2 separate regions of the Sus scrofa genome follow, and region 2 is linked to region 1. The links are chromatin contacts, called in public Hi-C maps. All regions are on one chromosome and are shown on one strand. Each heading gives the region's core, a stretch centred on a gene start, on an enhancer-like site or on the middle of the called end of the contact. The rest is flanking DNA. Distances are from core to core; before and after follow the strand shown. Region 1 overlaps LOC102158888 (a long non-coding RNA gene). Region 2 has its middle 59 kb from the start of USP24.

Region 1 (4,989 bases), core at 800-3,299:
AGAACCCATGTCCCCTGGGGAGAGGCACTCTGGCCAGAACCATGTAGATCCTGGAGAGTTGTAACCAAAGTGCTGAGACCTTGTACCCTGAACTAAGTGAGCCTGAATCCTGCTCTGTTACCTCCTAGTTATTGGTCCCTAGGGAAATTAATCTCTGAGCCTCTATTTCCTCATCCATAAAATGGGATAATAATAGAACCCCCCATAAGTTTGTTGTAAAACTTGAATGAAATAATACATATCCCAAACCTGGGGTAGTTAGCATAATAGTCCTCACTGAATCACACGTTACATAAAAACATATGCATAAATGCGTAACTGTATCTTCTCTGGGGGGCATCGTGGGCCCCTGGAGGGATTCTAATTACTCCTGAGCCTGGCTTACGTGGCCTAGCTTGACAGGTCCCTGACTGCCCCTTCACCTACACCTCCTCCACCAGCCATGTTCTCTATGCCGTGGTTGTGCTTGCAAGCCTCCACGCTTTCTCCCTGTCCCCTTGGCCTGGAATACTCTAGCCATCCCTCCACCCCCTCACACACACCCTTATCCTGGCTAACTGCTACCCACGGATCAGGGCTCAGCAAAGTCTCATTTTCATTCATTCAGTAAATATTCATTACCTGTATTCTTAATGCCTACATTAGTCTGCTTGGGCTGCCATAACAAAGTACCACCTACTGGGTGGCTTAAACAATAGAAAAGAATTTTCTTATAGTTCCAGAGGCTAGAAGTTTAAGATCAAGGTGTTGCCAAGAGGGCATATCCTTAGGCCTCTCTCCTGGGGTTGCAAGGCAGCCATCTCCATTCTCTGGCTCTGCTTGGTCTTTTGTCCATGCTTGTGCAGGCCTGTATCCTAATCTCCTCCTCTTAGAAGGACACCAGTCATATTGGACGAGTGCCCACTCATGTGACCTAATTTTACCTTCAATGCCTGTAAAAAAAAAAACAAAAAAAAACAAAACAAAAAAAAAAACAACTATCTTTAAATACAGTCACTTTCTGAGGTACTGGAGGGTTAAAGCTTCAACATATGAAGCACCAGATTAAAAAGCATTATTTTTTCCCTCCTCAGATGTGGATGAGAAAACACTTCCAAGTATTCCTCTATGTCAGGATCTTTCTCAAAAACTGAATTGTGTTCTAGCCAGACTACACCCCAGGAAGGAAGGCTTGCATGTTCTAAGTCACCGTTAGGCTCTTCAGATAAAATGATGAGCAATACATAGTAGATGACAAAGGGTAATTCTTGAATGGATGAATGTCCTTTGCTGCCATTTCTGCAGGCCAAAACCACATCCGTAATAGAAAACATGGCCAAGAAGAATGTGTGATAATAACCCCCTACACTTAAAGAGCCCTTTCCACTGTAAAGAGCCTTTCCATGTCTCACCATTTCCCATCCTAAGTGGACCTGTGGTATGGGTACAATTGTCTTCATTTGGCAGAAGTGCAGCTGAGGCCCAGGAAAAAAGAAGAATCTTGGCCCAGTTCCCTCTGCAAGCAAGTAGCTCCAATGGACCCAGGCTACCTCAGGGATAACCACAGCTTTTGAAATTACAGTGAAATAAATGAAACTTGGAGGAAAATTTCCTGCCTCCCTTGAGAAGTTTGAAGGTACCCAGGCAGTCAGAATAACTAAGAAAATGCATCTTGGCTTCCCTTGTACTACACTGTGTATCATTCCTTCTTCCCAGGGTGACAGGACTCTATACATCCCACATATTTAAATGCTAGTCTCATCCTTTATAAGTTTGAAAGGCTAAAAAATAGTCTGAACTTCAAAAGGCTATTTAAGAGCTTTGCCCTTTCAAGTTTAACATTTCTTCAAGAACAAAAAATAGTCCAATGCTTGTTGCTTTTGGAATCCAGTTCTTATTACTCATGTATTTTTCCTCCAAAAGAAAATCATTTCACATTTTGGTAATGCCTCTTGGCAGCATTTGTAGAGAACAGCACCTCCCAGATCCAACAGGACCTGGCTATAGAAAGAGGAACAGGGCATGGGAAACTATGTGCCTTTTCACAGCAGCCGCTTGAAAGCAGGAGAGTCAGCACATAGGCTTAAATCAAAGTACGCTGTGACCCATGGGTGAAGGAGGCACAGAGTCAGGCTAAAGAGCATGTGTTTCGGCACATCCAGACCTCCTTTCAGATCCTGGTTCCACCACTTTCACTGTGTGATTTGGAACAGGTAGCTTAGCCTTCCTAAATTTCAGTTTCATCATCTGTAAAATGGAAATTTAATAAGACATACTTCAAAATATGGTGAGAATTAACAGATTTCTGCATGTCAAACTCTTGTTCCAGTGCCTGGCACATTAAACACCAACACTAGTGAAGAGCTTACCCACGCCATGCCAGCCTGTGGTGATTGTCAAGAAGAGGGGCCCCAAAAATGGTTCAAGTTCCAGCGTGGAAGTCGCATCCCAGTCCTTCCTCTCTAATCAGAATGCTCGTGATGGTGTCTCTCCTGGTCCCAAAAGATCACCACAGCCTTCCTCTGCACTTAATCTTGGCATCTGCCCTCTGCCAAACTCTTCCTTCCCAGATTCACCCTGTTCATCTCAAATTTTCAGCAAATTTCAGTTCCGATGCTCTAACCCCTCTGACTAATAGCTTTTTCACCCCACTTCACATCCTCATTCCCAGGTAGGGCTCTTTGGTTGCAAAAACAATAGGTTATTAACTTTTTTTTTTTTTTGACCATGGCATGCAGCATCTTGATGTGGGATCTCAGTTCCCACCCAGACCAGAGACTGAACCTGGACCGCAGCAGTGAAAGTGCTGTATCCTAACCACTAGGCCACCAGGGAACTCCCTGATAGATCATACCTGAACAAACAAAATCAAAATAAAACAAAAACTAGGGTGGCAGTAAAAGAAATAAATAGATATGGCATGGAAATAAAACGTGGAGGGACCTCATAGAACATAAACAGGCATCAGTACAACTATGGGGCCTCTATGTGAACCTGTTAGCATCTCCCAATCTTCTCTGCCTCCAGATTTCTCTGCTTGGCTACCACATGTAATCAACCTAAAATGCAATCACTCACCACTGCTGAACTGCATGCTTTGAATCTCTCTCAAGGGACACTCTAGTTGTCCCAGCTCTTCTCCTACACACAACTGCCCTTGAATCAGGTGCCCACCAGTAACCTAAATGGTGCTGGACAGGGAGGTGAGTGTGTAGCATCAACATGGCCAGCCAAGACCCCTCCTTCAGCAGGAGGTTCAGAAAAGGTTAAATGCTTAGAGAACTGGTTATGGACTGTTATAACATTATCTGTGTTGATATGAAGTCATTTGTCTCTGGTTTTCAGTTACAGGACTTGCACAAGTCTATTGGGAAGAGGGAAAGAAGAAAGCATGAGGAAAGAGTGGGCTGGAATTGGGGTGCACTGGCAGCAAACGATGTTTGCTGGAGACAAGAGGCAGGGTAATCAGCTGGATGACCAGAATTAGTGTCTCGAGGCCATGGGATCAGCACCAAGCAAGTGGGGTCCAGAATGAAATCAGTTGAGTGAGGCAAGTTGTGCAAGGAGAACTTCATCAAGGTCAGAGACCAGGAGATCTGAAGCAACTTGGAAGGAGGTAGGAATATAGGTCACAGAACTGGTTCAGAACTGAGACACAGAATGGCACCTAGGGCTGAATATTATGAAGGATTTGGATTGTCTTGCCAGAGTGGCCAATAGGAATAAGTTATCCATTTACCCCAACAGTCACTGCATATAGGGCTCCTGCTATCATCCCAGGGTGGTGAAGTACCCTCCTCCATGTGTGTTAAACTTCTAGTTTTTCTGGTACCCAACAGCATCTCTAGCAGTTTGACTCTTTAACTTGATTTCATTTTTCAGTTCCCCACAGTCCCTGTCTCCCTTGGAATACTACTCAATTCCCTGGGTTCATACTAGAAGACAATTCAAAAGATCCTGCACTGAGATTTGCTCACTCCATCACTCCACACTAACCACTGACCTGTGTCAAAGGCCAAGTGGATGCCCCAACTTGCTCCTCTTGAAATGAGTTCCTTTTCTATCCAGTATTTACACTTACCTACAGGATACATGGTCACATTATTCCATTATTTCTCACTGAAAGGGACCCTCGTCCTAGGATCAGCGATTAGACCGAATGGCTCCAATCCTCATCTCTCCTAAAACACATACTAGGACCTCTTGTAAATAGCATCCCTGTTAACCCTGGACAATGTACCTCCCCATTTGTCTAATGCTTCATGGTCAGCTTGCCCGCTCCTCAGCCCCGTTTCTGCATTTTACACAACATTTGAGTTCCCTTCAACTCACTCCTCTTTGACTAATTAATTTAGTTAACTGGAATGTAGGATCTACTCTGTGCCAAACACTGTTAGGCCAATGATAGCATTTTTACTTTAAACTTAAACTTCTAAGAATTTACACACTGATGGGAGGTTAAAACCAGTGAGTCAACAATTTCAATAAATGTGATACAAGAGCTTAAATAATAGAACAAGAGGATTCAATGAGAATAAGAAAGAGTAAAACTTACCCCAGACTGGTGGGCGGGGGGGGGGCATGGAAAGCTTCCAAGAAGTAGATATAAAGACAGAATTTTTAAGAGACATACTGAGCTGACTATCTGAAGAAGAATGGGGAGGGAGGGGATAAAGGGAGAGAGCATTCCAGACAGAAGAACACTATGCTCAAAGAAGAGGATGGGAAATGCAGTGTTGTGTTTGAAGAACTACACAGTTTTCCAGTTGCCTGGCATTTTTCCCATGAATCTGTAGTCTGAAGATGAGGTTGGAGAACAAAGCACAAGCAGGACCCTAAGGGACAACTACACAAGCTGAAGAGCTTTGTGGAGCTACCTGTTGATTTTAAGCTGGAGGATGATGCCATCAGACCCATGTTGAGAGAGCTCCACAGAGGACCAAGGTACAATTATAGCTCCCTCCAAATGCCACACTGGGAGACCACCCTCTCACCCATGCACATCTCCTG
Region 2 (4,989 bases), core at 1,840-4,339, 330 kb after region 1:
GGGTTCGGTCCCTGCCCTTGCTCAGTGGGTTAACGATCCGGCGTTGCCGTGAGCTGTGGTGTAGGTTGCAGACGCGGCTCGGATCCCGCGTTGCTGTGGCCCTGGCGTAGGCCAGTGGCTACAGCTCCGATTCGACCCCTAGCCTGGGAGCCTCCATATGCCGCGGAAGCGGCCCAAAGAAATAGCAAAAAGACAAAAAAATAAATAAATAAATAAATAAAAGGTGAGAAACTATGGTGTTTACTGTTCTAGGCTGTCTCGGTGATTTGCACTTAAAAACAATGGAAATCCTGTTGAGGTAAGGAAAAATATTTTTTAAAAATATTTTATTGAGGTAGAGTTGATGTATAACATTGTCTAAGCTTCAGGTATAGAACATAGTGGTTCACAATTGTTAAAGGTTATACTCCATTTATAATATTATAGAATATTGACTCTATTCTGTGCTATACAATACATCCTTGTAGCCTATCAACTCTACACACAGTAGTTTGTACCTCTTAATCCCCTACCCTTATATTGCCTCTCCCCTCTTTCCTTTCCCCACTGGTAACCATTAGTTTGATCTCTATATCTGTGAGTCTGTTTCCATTTTGTTATATTCACTGGTTTATTTTTTAGATTACACTTTTAAGTGATATCATACAGTGTTACTTTCTCTGACTTTTTTCACTAAGAATAATATCCTACAAGTCTATCCTTGTTGTTGCAAATGGCAAAATTTCATCCTTTTTTATGGCTGAGTAGTATTCCAGGGTGTATGTGTGTCTCACATCTTCTTTATCCATTCATCTGTTGATGGACACTTTAGATTGTTTCCATATCCTGGCTATTACAGATAATGTTGCTATGAACATTGGAGTGCATATATATTTTCCAATTAGTATTTTGGGTTTTTTTGGATGTATACCCTGGAATAAAATTGCTGACTCATGTGGTAGTTCTATTTTTATATTTTTGAGAAATTTTCATACTATTTTCCACAGTGGCTGCACCAGATTACATCCCTACTAACAGTAAAAGAGGGTTCTCTAGAGAAAAAAAAAAAAAAGATGTTTTAATAGTTAAGTCCAATTGGTGGCCTTAGGAGCTGGATTGAAATGAGAAAAGTCATTAGTCCGAGCTTTGTCTCTAGTTCATTGTGTAACTTAGAGTAAGTCAATTTCCTTCTCTTTTTTTTAAAAATTATTTTTATTTTTTCCATTATAGTTGGTTTACAGTGTTCTGTCAATTCCTACTGTACAGAAAAGTGACCCAGCCACACATATATGTACATTCTTTTTCTCACAGTATCCTCCATCATTTTCCATCATAAGTGACTATAGAGAGTTCCCTGTGCTATATAGCAGGATCTCATTGCTTATCTCATTTCTTTTTTGGTTAAATGTAAGAGTTGGACTAGATGAGATATAACAAGTACATGCCACCCTCACTCACCCACCCAAAGCCCATGCAGACATTACTAATCAATCATAGCACCCTTTCCTTATAAGCAGGACACAATACATTACTTCAGGCAACTGGCAGAAGTAGACTACAGCTGGCATGTGAAGTAAATAAAATCTATTTACCATCCCTGAGCTAGATTGACCAGTTTCGACATTGTACAATCCATGAGGGAAAAAAGCACCAAAGCAGAAATTAGGAAACCTGGGACCAGTTAGCACCTGGCCATGAGTTTTTGGTGCCATTGAGAAAGTTTCATGAAATCTGAGACCCTGTTTCCTCATCTGTAAATGGAAAGTAACAGTTTTATTCTACTTATTTTCAAGATCTTTGTGAAGATGAAAGTTAAAATGAAAAACATATAAAAGAGCTTTCTAAACTGGAAGTCCTCTAATAACTGTAGTACACCACCATTTATTAAGCCCTATGCTAATTACCTTAGATTTATTTCTCGTCTCCTTTGATTCTTACATCACCCCTGTAAAGTCGGGTTTCTGGCACATTCGTAACCAAAGATCTTATTAACACATTGTGAACTCCTCCAGAACAGGACTGCTTAATCCATGTCTTCGTCCCAATGCTCAACCTGGAGCCCTGGGTAGTCAATAAATATTTATTGATTTTATGTGATTCTCTGGAGGAAATTGTGCAGCTCCTGAAAGAGCAATTAGGGTCACATCTTAGAAGATGAACTATAACAGTTAGAATGCATTGGGCTGACCTAACAATGATTTCTAGTCCTACGGATGGATGGGGACTTTCACCTCATGGTCCCAAGATGGCTGCTGCAGCTCTAGACCTAGTAAGTTTCCAAAGTAAGAAACCCTGGCGTGGGAGTTCCCGTCGTGGCGCAGTGGTTAACGAATCCGACTAGGAACCATGAGGTTGCGGGTTCGGTCCCTGCCCTTGCTCAGTGGGTTAACAATCCGGCGTTGCCGTGAACTGTGGTGTAGGTTGCAGACGCGGCTCGGATCCAGCGTTGCTGTGGCTCTGGCATAGGCTACAGCTCCGATTCGACCCCTAGCCTGGGAACCTCCATATGCCGCAGGAGCGGCCCAAGAAATAGCAAAAAGACCAAAAAAAATAATTAAAAAAAAAAAAGAAAGAAACCCAGGCGTGGCTAAGACAGTGAAAGAGAGCTCTCATTGAGTACCTACATTCTTTTATCAGGACTCTTGCCCCTGCTGACTTTTCCTTTTGACACATGGGGTCACATGATAGTCTGAAAATCTGAGTATCTGGGAATAAAGCAAGGGAGGAAGTGGTTAGAAATGGCCATAAATATAAATAAATGAGGGGGGAAAAAAAGAAAAGAAATGGCCATTAGGTAGCCAAACAGTAATGTCTATCTTTGGGAGTATTTCAGGTATTCCTCATGTATGAGTTTCATATTGCTGCTATTACAAATTACCATAAATATAGTAGTTAACACAATTTTATTATCTTACAGTTCTAGAAGTCAGAAACCCAAAATGGATTTTACTAGGCTAAAAATCAAAATGTCAGCAGGTTTGTGTTCTTTTTGGAAACTCTAGTGGAAAACCTGTTTCCAGCTTCTACAGGCTCCCTTTATCCCATGACTTGTGGCCTCCTCCTCTAGCTTCAGTGCCAGTAACAAAGCATCTTCAAACCCTCTCTGACTCTGGCTCTACTTCCATCCTCACATGCCCTTCTGCATCCCCTTCCAGCTTTTGCAGACTCATGTGAGTACACTGCATCCCCGCCTCCCGCCCCCGGGAGAGCCCAGAATCATCTCCGCACCTTGAGATCATTAACAATCACATCTGCAAGGTCCCTTCTGCCAGGTAACATAACACAGTCATAGGTTCTGGGAATGAGGACGTGGACACCTTTGGGGACCTATTATTCAGACCGCCCAACCTCACATGATGCCTGGCAAACCTTCTCTTCCTGCTTCTGCAGAAAGGCTAAAAGCAAAACAAAGTTTCAGACTCACCAGAAACTTCATACATCTGCTTGCTTAACCATCAATGGTTAGCATTCAAAAGAGCCACAGATAAGGCCAGTTCAGGTCCATCTCCCAAGTTCTCCAAGTTCAAGAGGAGATATACAAATTTCAAAACAAAAAGAAATGCCTTTCTTGGGTTGAGGCGACTATTACTTCATAGACTATCCAATAGCACCTCCCAGTGCCAAGAAGCAGGAAGAGGGAAAAAGGGCTACTATTTGGTGAAGAATCAGAGTATTTAGCCAGAATCAAGAGGCCCAAGTGGCCAGACCCCAGCCCCAGAGATTCAGATGTAAGTGATCCGAGGCTGGATCCAGGTGTGAGAAGCTTTTTAGAGACCCCAAGTGACTGTGGGCAGCTGGACCCACTGAGTTCAGCAAAGCAATAAGCATGGTCTGAAAGCCTACCAGGCCCTAGAGCTTTCAAAAGAAATATAAGGCTCCTCTGCTCAAAGTGCTTTCAGTCTTGGAGTTCCCGTGGTGGCGCAGTGGTTAACGAATCCGACTAGGAACCATGAGGTTGTGGGTTCGGTCCCTGCCCTTGCTCAGTGGGTTAACGATCCGGCGTTGCCGTGAGCTGTGGTGTAGGTTGCAGACGCGGCTTGGATCCCGCATTGCTGTGGCTCTGGCGGAGGCCGGTGGCTACGGCTCCGATTGGACCCCTAGCCTGGGAACCTCCATATGCCATAGGAGCGGCCCAAGAAATAGCAAAAAAAAAAAAAAAAAAGTGCTTTCAGTGTTGATAGACTACGAGAGCTGGAAGAGACACTGGTCACAACTAACAACTGTGTGGCTTAGGACAAATCACCTAACCTCTCTGTGCCAGATTCTTCATCTATAAAATGAAGATAATAATAGTCCCTGCCTTATGGGGTTGTTGGAGAGTTAAATGATAAAATTCACATGAGGCACTTAGTATGGTGCCTCATACAAAATAAGCACACCACGAGGGTCAGGGCTTCCTAGCAAGTTCTGAGGCTAGCAATTCCACGGCCCACATGCTGCAACTCCCCTGTCTCACAAAGCAGGTACCCCTGATTGATTTGAAGGCTCTTTTCTCTCTTCTACTGTACAAAGCTTCTGAATTCTTCTCCATCTAGTTCTCCATTTAAGACGAGGATTAAATTTGCCATGCCAACCTCCCCTGCATTTTTCATTTAAGGAAACTGAGGCCCAGGAGGACTGAGCTCATTGGATAAGCACTGCAGAGCTGAGAGGGTCCAAATCTTCCAGCCTAGCTCCGTGCATGCGGCTTTCAGCAGGCACCAGCTTGCTGGGCCCCACCTCAGCCACAGCTCTTTGCCCTCGCAGGCTCCTTCAGTCCCAGCGCCTGGCTATTCTTGTCCTCTCCGCCTGCTGCCACCTGGGTGTCTGCGGTGGCAGCATGACCTCAAAGTCCCTTTGTGGGCCAGATGCCGGATGTGACATTGTAAGAACTCACATCCAGAGATTAAAATCACTCCCACTAGAAGTTCCTGCTGTGATGCAGGGGGTTAAGGACGGACCCGGTGTTATTTCTGCAGTGGCTGGGGTTGCTGCTGAGACGCGGAGTTCCAGGGTTCCACCCCTGGCCAG

What was found. A called contact is a pair of places that touch in the nucleus more often than the background predicts.
Region 2: a contact with region 1 is called in a Hi-C map of adipocytes, with 2.9 times the contacts expected there. The contact joins two enhancer-like sites. A contact is called at or near these places in 2 of 47 Hi-C or Micro-C datasets (adipocytes and embryonic fibroblasts).

Annotation. Positions count from the first base shown.
Region 1 is chr6:156,827,457-156,832,445 of Sscrofa11.1, forward strand. The region is part of intron 1 of LOC102158888 (a long non-coding RNA gene); the gene reads right to left. Among named protein-coding and RNA genes, the nearest start is that of USP24, 390 kb to the right of the region's middle. Within about 2 kb of position 2,050, at least 7 of the 83 cell types and tissues checked have an H3K27ac peak or open chromatin away from gene starts, as enhancers often do.
Region 2 is chr6:157,159,007-157,163,995 of Sscrofa11.1, forward strand. No RefSeq gene overlaps it. Among named protein-coding and RNA genes, the nearest start is that of USP24, 59 kb to the right of the region's middle. Within about 2 kb of position 3,090, at least 10 of the 83 cell types and tissues checked have an H3K27ac peak or open chromatin away from gene starts, as enhancers often do.